Linked DNA regions of Mus musculus: regions 2 and 3 are each linked to region 1. The links are chromatin contacts, called in public ChIA-PET maps. All regions are on one chromosome and are shown on one strand. The core of a region is the stretch at or near the end of the contact, and the rest is flanking DNA. Distances in the headings are between cores, read along the strand shown.

Evidence for each region. ChIA-PET counts read pairs in DNA pulled down with a chosen protein or histone mark.
Region 2: an RNA polymerase II ChIA-PET map of memory CD8 T cells shows a contact between it and region 1, with 8 read pairs. The contact joins two enhancer-like sites. A contact is called at or near these places in 1 of 115 datasets of contacts at active chromatin or transcription factors (memory CD8 T cells) and 2 of 9 other capture datasets (adipose tissue and macrophages).
Region 3: a contact with region 1 is called in an RNA polymerase II ChIA-PET map of memory CD8 T cells, with 9 read pairs. The contact joins the promoter of Osbpl11 here to the enhancer-like site in region 1. A contact is called at or near these places in 7 of 39 promoter capture datasets (the 3T3-L1 cell line, 3T3-L1-derived adipocytes, the C10 cell line and 3 more), 2 of 484 Hi-C or Micro-C datasets (the N1E-115 cell line and extraembryonic endoderm stem cells), 9 of 115 datasets of contacts at active chromatin or transcription factors (T-cell acute lymphoblastic leukemia, bone marrow-derived macrophages, embryonic limb bud and 4 more) and 3 of 9 other capture datasets (adipose tissue, liver and pancreatic islet).

What each region holds. Positions count from the first base shown.
Region 1 is chr16:33,008,216-33,012,098 of GRCm38.p6, forward strand. The region is part of intron 20 of Lrch3 (leucine-rich repeats and calponin homology (CH) domain containing 3); the gene reads left to right. Among named protein-coding and RNA genes, the nearest start is that of Iqcg, 46 kb to the right of the region's middle. Within about 2 kb of position 2,161, at least 28 of the 459 cell types and tissues checked have an H3K27ac peak or open chromatin away from gene starts, as enhancers often do. A contact at or near this core is called in memory CD8 T cells and microglia, where this site is marked.
Region 2 is chr16:33,259,450-33,263,332 of GRCm38.p6, forward strand. All of the region lies in intron 1 of Snx4 (sorting nexin 4), which reads left to right. Among named protein-coding and RNA genes, the nearest start is that of Snx4, 9.9 kb to the left of the region's middle. Within about 2 kb of position 2,237, at least 79 of the 459 cell types and tissues checked have an H3K27ac peak or open chromatin away from gene starts, as enhancers often do. A contact at or near this core is called in memory CD8 T cells, where this site is marked.
Region 3 is chr16:33,183,058-33,186,940 of GRCm38.p6, forward strand. Osbpl11 (oxysterol binding protein-like 11) reads left to right here and starts at 2,014. Exons shown (of 13, transcript NM_176840.3): 1 at 2,014-2,943. The coding sequence starts at 2,747.

The sequences.
Region 1 (3,883 bases), core at 911-3,410:
CAGAGTTGTGCGAGCACGGTGAGTGCGCTATGGAGAGGCATGCCTGTACTCTGCACCGGGAAAGTGGGGCAGAATCCAGAGTTGAAGGTCATTTCAGCTACATAGTGAGTTTGACACAATACAGGTGATATGAGACCCTATTTCAAACAAAAATAAAATGAAAGATAAACGATACCCAAAAATGAGTCAGGTTATGAAGGAAAACAGGCTTGGGATGTGGCAATAGTAGTGTTTCTCTAGGGCCTGTTCCCGCGCACCCTTAGAATGAGAAGGAATCACTAAAAAATAAGAAAACTCAGAGAGCCTCTGGATAGGGAAGTTTATGGAGATTCACTTTTATTATTATGCTTTTATTAAGTGTTTTACATTTTTAAAAAACCTGTATTTGAGTCCATTGTCTTATACCCTAGAATTATTATGTATGTTAATATTTCCAGATTGAGTCCACTAATGGTGACTTTAGACACTCCCTCCATTCTGTTGTGTGCCTAGTGAACTACATGCAAGGATGACAGACTGGATCAGACGGTCGGAGTCCGTGCACCTGACTCCTCCATAGTAACCCTCCCTCACTGCAAGGCTTGCCTCCGTCTTTGAGCATCTGGGTTGCCTGGGTTCATAATTCCCTACTCTAATGAGCATCCCCACTCTGTCCCCACTCTTGCCTCAGTGGTGAGGAGGAGTGGGATTGAGATAAGGCCCTCCCACTGTCAGGCTCACACACAGCCAGCTCCCACCGTCGTCTCCCCAGAGCCGTAGCTAGCCTTCAGTAAGCAAGCTCGTCCTGCTGCTCAGCAGAACTCAGCTGTGCGGGGATGAGCCAGCCTTGTTCTTCAGCGTTGTCTTGTTTGTGATGAGATGCTGCGGGGGGGGGGTGTCCGACTGAGAATGCTGGGTTTCTGAGCTCTGCCGTCTGCGATCCGCTGCACTGACTTTGTTTTTCTGTTTTCCTTTCCTGCTCGCATGTGGACAGGACAATCTCTGTTCTCCTTCCGACATCCTTCAGCTAAACCTCAGCCTTAAGAGAACTGTTGAAACGCTGCTCTCTCTTGGGGCACGTGCGGAAGAATCCAGCTTTGTCTCTCTGTCTGTCCAGCTTCTGGGTTTTGTGGCATTTTACTGTTCTTTAATGTTAATTCTCTGTGTGCTTTATTACCGGGTCTTCACCTACAGCTGACCACGCAGCCAGCGCCGTCCAGCTCCTTCCTGTACTGGGTGAAGGTTTGTTTCTCATGCAGAACTGCTGACACACGTGTGTTTCAGACCCTGACTTGAGAAATTGCAAGTGCATTGTCTCGCCTGTGTCCACAGGACAGTACATCGGGTCGCAGCACTAGCGACAGCTAGCCGAGAGGAGTGTTCCCTCTAGTCCCTGGCTCCCCTCTTGCCCTGAGCCTTGTCTCTCACATGGAAAGGTCACAGTGTTTTTATTAAAGCAATCCTGAGTCTTAGAGGACTCTGGCCATCCTTTTATACTGTGAAACAACTTCAGTTTTGAAGTAAAGACTATCTGAGCCTTTCAGCAGCTGCTCATCATGAAAATACTGGTAGCATTTCTACTTTGGAGTACCTTATCACTTAGGTCCCTGCCCTGAAGTCCTAACCTACCCTCAATTTTAACAGTGTTTGGACATTTAGAAGGCATGGGACACTTAAAATACCAATTTTAGTTTGCTCTGGATTTTTAGTTTAAAAATACTGGAGATTTCCCAGACTGCTCTTCTGAGCCCAGTGTATCCATTTTAGACGGTGCACACTAAGCGGCTGAACAGAGGCTGCATCTGAGGAGATCTGGCCATGGTTACCATGTGTGCTCCTGAAAACAGATCCCCTGCTGGAGACCTGTTGGAATGTGATGTTTGGAATTCATATCATTTCTAACATATGTGACCCATTTTTAATAGGTGAAGTTTGTGTGTTGTAGGCTGTACAGTTGTATCTGAGCCATGCGTCCCAGAGAAGCTGCAGTCTGCTCTCAGAACACTTAGTAAATAGTGTCTGGACTCAGGCCGGGAGCGACACTGCTGCAGTCAGATGGCAGTCCTTACAGATGCTGTCTCCAAACTCCATGAACAAAGCTGGCCCTCAGCTTGGGGATGACAGCAACACAGTACCCCACTGTAGTCCACTGGCCCTCAGCTCAGGAGGACAACAGCAACGCAGTACCCTGCTGTAGTCCACTGGCCCTCAGCTTGGGGGGTGACAGCCACACAGTGCTCGGCTGTAGTCCACTGACCATCTGCTTACCCTCATCTACTTCCATCTGAAGAGAGCTGTCCTTTACTGTCCACCGCTCACGCTATGCAGTGACAGACTGTAGTGCTATCCAGCAGTGCCTCCCAGAGTGTCTGCATGTGGGCTAGTTTATTTATAAGACATCCTGGATCTGTGATTATTGTCCAGTTCTGTAGAGTTTGATCCTTTTATACACACGCAGAGTCAGACTTAAAGCCAGGTGTGATGATACACACCTATAATCCCAGCATTTAGGATGCTGAAACAGGATTACTTGGAGTTCAGCCTAGGCTACACAGCAGGACCTTGTCTTTAAAAGTACCAAAAAAAAAAAAAAAAACAACAACAACAAAAAAAAACAAACCCTCAGAGGCTACCTTGTGGTCTAGCCTGGCAGTGGTGGGTTCCTAGGAACCATCCACCCACAAAGTTGATGTGCAAGTGGAAGTGCCACCTCTGAGTGGTGTCTAGACCACTGTGCACATGACCACTTGCTCAGGCGCAGGCCTGGGTGCTGGTGAGCAGACCATAGGGACAGCCCGGGGAACGTGTCTCATGCAGAGCAGACCGAAGATTCCTCCTTTTGTTGTTACTGTTTGGGGTTTTGTTTGGTTGGTTTTTTTTGGTTTTTCAAGGCAGGGTTTCTCTGTGTAGCCCTGGCTGTCCTGGAACTCTCTCTGTAGACCAGGCTGGCCTAGAACTCAGGTATCTGCCTGCCTCTACCTCCTGAGAACTGAGATCAAAGGTGTGCACCACTACCACCCAGTGTAAATTCATCGAAAATAAAGCTACTCTGTAGTTGCAGAGGTATTCAAAACTGCTAGTCTTATTAGCAAATGAAAAGATTGCTGTGACTTTATCGAAATCAGCATTTAATAAGAATGTAATTACATCAACTACCAATAACTGCCTTAAAAAAATACTTGCTATAATTTTACTACAATTCATTTTGTAATGTTTGAAGTGGTAGAGAGTGTGGTGGAGTGTTCCTGGAACCCTCACACCGAGGCCAGCCTGAGCCCTACAGCAAGACCATTCTCAACTAAAAACAGAAAGTTTTTTTTTTCTTTTTGCCTTTTTTCTTCAGAGTAACCAAACCTGTACACTAGCACTCCACATTCTTACCCAAATGGTAGTCATCTCTTGTGGGCCAGTTACTAAGCTTGGCCTTGAACTCACAGACCTATCTGGCTCTACCTCCTCAGTCCTAGGGTCACACAGACTCAGCTAAAACACAATTTCTTTTTTTCTTTCTTTTTTTTTTTTTCTTTTCTTTCTGAGACAGGGTTTCTCTGTGTAGCCCTGGCTGTCCTGGAACTCACTCTGTAGTCCAGGCTGGCCTCAGACTCAGAAATCCACCTGCCTCTGCCTCCTTCCAAGTGCTGGGATTAAAGGCATGCGCCACCACCACCCGGCACAGTTTCTTTTTAAATATGACTTTTAACTCATTTAGACTTAGGCCTCCCCTCCCCTCTCCTGCAGTCAGAGACATTGACAAACCATGCTGTGTTCCTGCTGCCTAAGTGTCCTTCCCAGAGTGTTCTCCATGAATCCTGTCTTCTACTTGAGCTGCACTGTATCTTGGGCAGTTTGTACATTTGTACCTGCTTTGTAAGTCTGGCTTTCTGCAGTGTTTTTTTCTGTTGTG
Region 2 (3,883 bases), core at 987-3,486, 250 kb after region 1:
AAACACCACACACAGGAAGTTTGAAGTATTTGTGTTCCTTAACTGACTTTATTTTTAATTTTATTCTGTCATATTTAATGCTTCGTAACTTATGTTTTTGTTTAGGGTTCTATCCATAACAGACTAAAATGGGAGATAGCGTTAGTATTATCCTCGGCAATGATTTGGAGGCTGTGTAGTTTTTACTTTCCTGAAACATAACAGAAACAATTTTTTTTTTTTTTATGTGTTATGTGTGACCATTTCAAATTGTTTTGAGGGCTGGAGAGATGGCTCAGCAGTTAGGACTGCTCTTTCAGAGGTCTTGAGTTCAATTCCCAGCAACCACATGGTGGCTCACAACCATCTGTAAAGGGATCTGATGCCCTCTCTTCTGGTGTGTCTGAAGACAGCTAAAGTTTACTCATATAAATTAGATAAATAATTCTTTTTTAAAAATTGTTTTGAGTTAGAGTATGTTGACTTATGCCTATAGTTCAAGGCCAGCCTGGGCCTCATCATGAGTTTCAAGCCAGCTTAGAACAAAGTGAGACTTGGTCTCAGGAAACTTTCTGCATTTTGAAACCTCACATTTATAATTTGTACCTGTATCTTTTTTTTTTTTTTTTTTTTTTTTTGATTCATAAGTACGTTGTGGCTGTCTTCAGACACACCAGAAGAGGGCGTCAGATCTCATTACAGGTGGTTGTGAGCCACCATGTGGTTGCTGGGATTTGAACTCAGGACCTCCGGGAGAAGAGTCAGTGCTCTTAACCACTGAGCCATCTCTCCAGCCCTGTACTTGTGTAATTGTGACCAAGTAAGTACGTGACAGAAACAACTTGAGGGTTGGTCATGGCTCCCTGGTGTACCTGACTGCTTGGCTCCATTCTGCCTGGGGCAGAGTGTCATAGTGGCTAGAGCATGTGAAGGAGGCTGCCCCTTCATCAGGCAGGGAGAAGCCACTTCAAAGACACTGCCCCAGTGACCTAGTTCCTCCATAATACAACCTCCTAAGGTTTTACCAGATTACAGAGTTACCCCACCAGCAGGGGACTGAGGGGGTGATGGGTGAGAGGGAGCACTGACACGTTGCGGATTCAAACCATAATATAAGCAGACTGTGAAGAGCCTTTTCCCAGAAACTGTTTGAGATGAGTTTGCCAACATGCTGTATTGTCTCTGGATGGTCTGACACTTGATGTGTAGATCAGGCTAGCTAGACATCCACCCACCTCTGCCTTCTGATGCTGAGGTTAAAAGTGTGCACCAGCACTGCCCAACAGCTTTATTATTCTTGAACTTGTGCTTTTTAAAGATTTTGTGTTTATTCTAACTGGATAGTATGACAGACTAACATCATGAGAATGCATTATTGTTTGGGCTGAGAAGGAATTTGCTTTATCAGTGTGTGCTTTCAAATTTGAGAGAGTTTTCCCTGGAGCAGATGGTGGTGAGTCGGAAGGTTTAGTTTAGGGTATGTGCATCTCAGCCAGTGAGGTTTTCACCATCCTGATGGTTACCGGCTTGTCTTAGGTAATCTCTTGAGCTTGCTTTTGGCTGAAGGGCTTCTTTCTGGCTCTTACTTTCTCTTGTGTATATAAATACCCATCACTATCTGCGTTTTCCTGGGCATGCTTCCTAAGTATATTATCTGCTTTTCATCATCGAATCCATTTTTAGTAAGTCATGCATAACTCTAGTTTTCTCAATGTAACGTAACTCTTGCTTTTCCTGTAGCATTTCGTGTGTGTCCACGTGTACATGGACTTCTGTAGATGCCAGATTTTCGTATTGGGTATCTTCCTGAATCGCTTTCTACCTTTTTTGGGGCGAGGGGCCAATGTCTCTAACTGACCTGGAGCTAGCAAATTGAATTAGCTAGAAACCACAGAGATCCCCCTGCCTCCTCCTCCCCAGTGCTAGAATTAAGAGTGCAGCACTTTGCTTGGCTTTTCTTGTGAGTACTGGGATACCAAACCTAGTTTCTTACGCATCAATAGCAAGCACTTTACTGAGTCATCGCCACAACCTGTGTAGCTTTTCTCCCTATAATATTTCTTTTGATTATTGGAACTTTATATCATGAACACTGAGCACACTCACTTCTGAGTCCTCCCAGCTTCACTCTCACCCTTGAGACCTCCCCAAACAGAAAGAAGAAAAAAGAAAAAAAGCTCAATCTGTGTTGCCCTTGTACTCTCTCACTGGAGTGTTGGTGTGGGTTTGCCTACTTTATTGTGTTCTTATCTCTACCACCCTTCCTGCCGTTACTCCACCCTAACCCGTTCTAACACCCCCAACACTAGGTAGGTTAGAAAGGGAAAGGGAAGTGGGGGGCATAGACTTCTATAGGCTACTTCCTGTTGATTAGGGTTGTTGGGGCAAGTCCAGTCTGCTGTCAGAATATCCAGCAGTCCAGCAAACTAGCAATAACAAATACAACAGCAGGAGGAACCAGCAGCAGTTGAGGGTTGTGTGTGTGTGTGTGTGTGTGTGTGTGTGTGTGTGGAACACCAGCAAGGGGAGCAACAGTTGCAACAGGCCCTCTCAGGGTTCTCAAATCTGCCAAGTCATGAAACTATCTGCAGCTGGCAAAAATCACAACACTCAAGAGCACAAGACAATCATAGATAATGGCTGTGGACTGTCCTTGGAATTTCCAACCCAAATAAGCCCGTATAAAAAATACTCAATCCAGTTAGTATATATGTCTAGATTGGGCAGATCTAACACATACTAACTTAGTCCCCAGCTATAAGACCCTTTGCTATTTGTGGTTTCTCCTGGCCACTTGGTTCTGCTCCCTCATGACTTCCTCCTCCTCCTCCTCCTCCTCTTCCCCCTCCTCCTCCTTTTTTCTGCCCTCTTCTCCATTCTCATTCTCCTTTCTCTCCCTGCCCTCCTCTCAAAGACATCCTGTCCCACCTATCCCTTCCACTGCCCAGTCATAGGCTCTGGGCAATTAAAATGGGGAGAGGGTTCATATGTGATCACCTGAGTACATGATCAACTGCTCATGGGGCAGCACTCTTGAGAAAGCAGAATTAACATCAGAATACATACACACATACACACACACACACACACACACACTCATACTCTCCCACCTGTCAACCACCACTTCTTTTGTGTTTTTTTTTTATATAGACTTGAAGTTCTTCTAGTAAAAATAAAAGAAACTACTCTCTTTGTTTTCAGATCTCTTTTTATGTATTAATTTTAAGGTAACAAATGCAAAAAATAATGAATATCATTATGGGTTTTTTTGTTTGTTTGGTTTGGTTTGGTTTGGTTTGGTTTGGTTTGGTTTTCCCAGACAGGGTTTCTCTGTGTAGCCCTGGCTGTCCTGGAACTCACTCTGTAGACCAGGCTGGCCTCAAACTCAGAAATCCACCTGCCTCTGCCTCCCAAGTGCTGGGATTAAAGGCTCGCACCACCATGCCCGGCATGGCATTTTTTTATGTGTGTATCTTTATATTTTTTTCTAACATATTCTCTCCTGCTACCTATTCACAAAAGGAGAGAGGGTTATGCATACATGTGTATGAAAGGGTTATGCACACATGTGTATGTGTGTATCAGTTGGATGATGAACTCTGATATGGAAGTGTAAGCAAAATACAATACACCTACTCCCGTTCAACATGTTTTTTGTCAAGGTTTTCATTGCAGCAATAGTAACCTAACTAAGATAGACTGGAACCCAGGGCCTTGTGCTTGCTAGACAAGGGTTCCACAATTCACTGAGCTGAATTCCGAACCTCTGCAAATACTTTTGTACAAGACAGAATCTATGCATGTATTGTGTTGATGGATTAGTAGGTATTTGGTACTTGATAATCTACTAGTCTTCCCAGAATCCTCAGTTTGTAATATAACCTAAAGATTTTTGGTTTTATAA
Region 3 (3,883 bases), core at 764-3,263, 170 kb after region 1:
ATTCCCCAAATCCATTTATGTATGTATGTATGTATGTATGTATTTATTTATATTCTCAGTTGTAGGGGTTACTTCCATGTTGTCCAGATGAACATAGTAAAACATGCCTTTTAGACAAGAATTCCCCTACACCCAAGGCTGATAACCAGAACCCAGTGATAGCATTCACTCACCATAACCACCAGACCCAGGACTAGGTAGACAGAGAACTCCATGTGGTTCACTTGACACTATATGAGACCAAGAGCAATGTTCTTTAGTAATAATCCAACTCTGCCTCCTGCTAAAGAGGAGATAGCCTTGAATAGAAGACTCCTCTGCTAACTGAGATATACCATAGGCCTCTGCATTCCACAGAGGCCATCATCCTTAAATCCTTTTCAGGTCACACTTTGAACAATTTAAGAGGAAATAGGAGACTGCAACTCTGGGCAAATGGGACAGTTGCACAGCAAAGTTATCATCAGGATTGTCATGGCTACTCCTGGTTGTCAACTTGACTACCTCTGGAATGAACTACAATTCAGAAATGGAGGGCACACCTGTGATCCAGATCTTGAGGCTGGAAGACAGGTTTTTGACCTGGATCTTGACATGGAGATCTTGAGCCATAGTGGCCATGAAAATCTTAGGCCCAGGCAAGGTACACACACCTTTAATTCTAGGAGACTGAGGTAAGCAAATCTTTGAGTTCAAAGTCAGCCTGGGACAAAGCAAGTTTTAGGTTCAGGTATGGTGGCACACGCCTTTAATCTAAGCCACATCTTCTACTGGAGGCCTACATCAGGACCTTGAAGAAAGAAGGTTCACTCTTCTTCAACTGATTGTACTTACTTGCTAGCAAGTCTGTTGGAATCTATTTCCACAGAAGACCAGCTTATACTAGCCTCACAGGCCTGACTTCCCACTCACAGCTGCCCATTGTTGGGTTAGTTGGACTACAGACTGTAAGTCATTACAATAAATTCCCTTACTATATAGAGACACTCCATATGTTCTATGACTCCAGAGAACCCTAAGACAAGGATTATTTCTTTTTTTTTTTTCCGAGACAGGGTTTCTCTGTGTAGCCCTGGCTGTCCTGGAACTCACTCTGTAGACCAGGCTGGCCTCGAACTCAGAAATCCGCCTGCCTCTGCCTCCCAAGTGCTGGGATTAAAGACGTGTGTCACCACACCCGGCTAAGGATTATTTCTTAAGTACACCAGTGTGGTTCTTTCAAGTAGTTGTTACCCAGGTTAATCATGCCCACCTGGTAGAGGTAAACTTTCCCTGTGCCTAGACAAAGAGTTAATGGCAGGCTGGGCCTTGCAGATGGTTGTGGTCCTGCATTGCCCCTGTGTCTTGTTTTAGGAATGCTCTTTGATGGGTATAATGGCAGGTTGTCTCCTTTTGCTGTGGGAGTGGAGCCTAACTGGAGGTCAAGCTGAGGGGATAAACAGTAAGAGAAACTTCTTCAGAGACCCCAAACTTCAATTATGGTAAAAGTTTTCTTTCTTACAGTTTGTAACAAACGTGGCAATAAACTACTTTTCTTCCAGTGTTATTGGTCCTTTTTAAGTAAGCTTATTAGTAAATCCTTTTTATATCAATCTACTTCAAGTTTCTCCAGCATCACCAAGAGCTCTAATTTCCAAGACAATTTCCTTTTCTTTAAGACGATTTACCTTAGTCCAATATCATGTTGGGTTTTTTGTTGCTCAAAAATGACTGATCAGTTATTTTTCCCCACTTTGTTCTGTAAATTCTTATTTTTTTAGGTTCCCTTAAAAGGCAAGGAATGGGGCTCCCCAAGAGAGTATAGGACCTGTTTAGCAAGACCGTTTCATTCCCTTTTTCTCCCTCCCTCCCGCCTGCTGCCTCTTTCCCCACTGCTTCTTTCAGCTCCTTCTCTCCCTTGAGGCTCCGGTCACCGCCTCCTTTCGGGATCGTCTGCCCCAATCAAAGATGGCGCCGCCGCTTCAATGCTAGCGGAAATGAGCTCACACGACACCGGAAAGGAAGGCGGGGAGAGCTAGCAGGCGGGTGGGTGACCGGCTGTGGGTGGGGCGGCGGCCCGGGCCCTGGCTCTGGCTTTTACGTTTAGGGCTAAGGAAGCTCCAGGGAGCGGTCGGCTCCTGTGAACTCCGTGGGGCTCCAGGGCTAGCGCTCTCGGAGGAGGCCACGGTGAACCCCTCGCCTCCGGCCCAAGCTCAGCGGCCTCGGAGCCCGCGTCCTGCCCGGCGGCGTCTGCCCGACCCTCCGCGGGCTTCGCGCGACCGCTCCGGCTCAGTTCGGGGCTGCGGTGGGAACCGCGGAGCTGGCTGGACAGGGCCCTTTCTCCCGAGGACCCGGCTGAGGAGAAGAAGCGGCGCGGCTGGCCCGACCCCCGAGTCCTGAGGTCAGGCCGTGGGCTCCGGGGCTCCCGGGCCGTGGACCCCGTCCTTGCCCCGCGTTCCCAGGCAGAGGATCCGCGACCTCGCCCGCGCCGCCCGGCTGCTCCTCGGAGTGTGGCACCGAGCCCTCTGGCGGGGTGATTTGTCCTCCTTGTTCTTGCTCGGGAGAGGCATCTATCTGAAGGGTACCCGTGCTCTTTAAAACTTTTAACCAAAGTGGAAATGCGTGTCCTCTTTTTCTGGACCACTGTCGATTTCCACTCTAGCCGAGGTCTGAGATCCCGTTGAGAGTAAAAAAACGAGAGAGAGAAAGGGGGAAAAGTACTTACAAAATAACTCTGCACTTGGTGTCCCTCGCCCGAGAAGGGCAGATGAACTTTGGAGTTAAGATGCAGGGAGGTGAGCCGGCATCGGTGATGAAAGTCTCCGAGAGTGAAGGGAAGCTGGAGGGCTTGGCCACAGCAGTGACCCCGAACAAGAACAGCGGCAACAGCAGCTGTGGGGGTGCCATCAGCAGTAGCAGCAGCAACAGCAGCCGCGGTGGCAGTGCGAAAGGCTGGCAGTACAGGTATGGCCCTCCAAAGTGATGTTCTGGGGTGGCTCGGAGTGTGATGGGGTCTGCATATCCCAGTTGGAAGGCCAATTCCAAAGCGGCTGATGATCTGACTTGGAGATAGAACCCTGCTTTCGTGAGCAGGATTGACTTTCTTCAGAAATTCATTCAACAGGTAATTTTTTGAGGCCCTTTGAGGAATTCAGAAATGTACCCCAGAGTTTTCTCGATTATCCAAGGGCTTATTCTTCCTCTGATTTATCTCTACACTCACTTCTGGTTTTTGCCTCTGTTGTAATCTGTTTACAAGCAAGCCTGAACGTCTCTTAGAGCAGAAACTGTGGAACTCAGCGCTTTGAGAGGCAAATGCTGGTCTTCAAAACTTGTGGAATGATTCGAGTAACAAGAGTCAGAGAAGATCTTATCCTTTGGTTGCTTGTGACTTAGAGAAGGGGAGGGACTTAAATACAGAGGCTGATAAGCAGTAGAGTGTAATCAGGCTACTTGAAAACTCTTGAAATTCTACATTTGTTAGTTTTTTTTTTTTTTTTTTTTGGTTTTTTCGAGACAGGGTTTCTCTGTGTAGCCCTGGCTGTCCTGGAGCTCACTTTGTAGACCAGGCTGGCCTCGAACTCAGAAATCCGCCTGCCTCTGCCTCCCGAGTGCTGGGATCAAAGGCGTGTGCCACCACGCCCGGCCATTTGTTAGTTTTTATTAATGTAAATGAAAAACTTGGAGAAATATCAAAAGCTTCATTTTGGTGCTTTAAAAAATATATGTATAAAGGGTTTGTAAAACAAAAAAATATATGTATATGTATGTATGTGTGTGTGTATATATATATATATATATACATATATATATATATAGTATAGGGAGAGATTACTACCCATAATTCTAAGAATGAATGGAATTAGGGCATCCTATAATGTTGGATCTACACTGATGAATACTG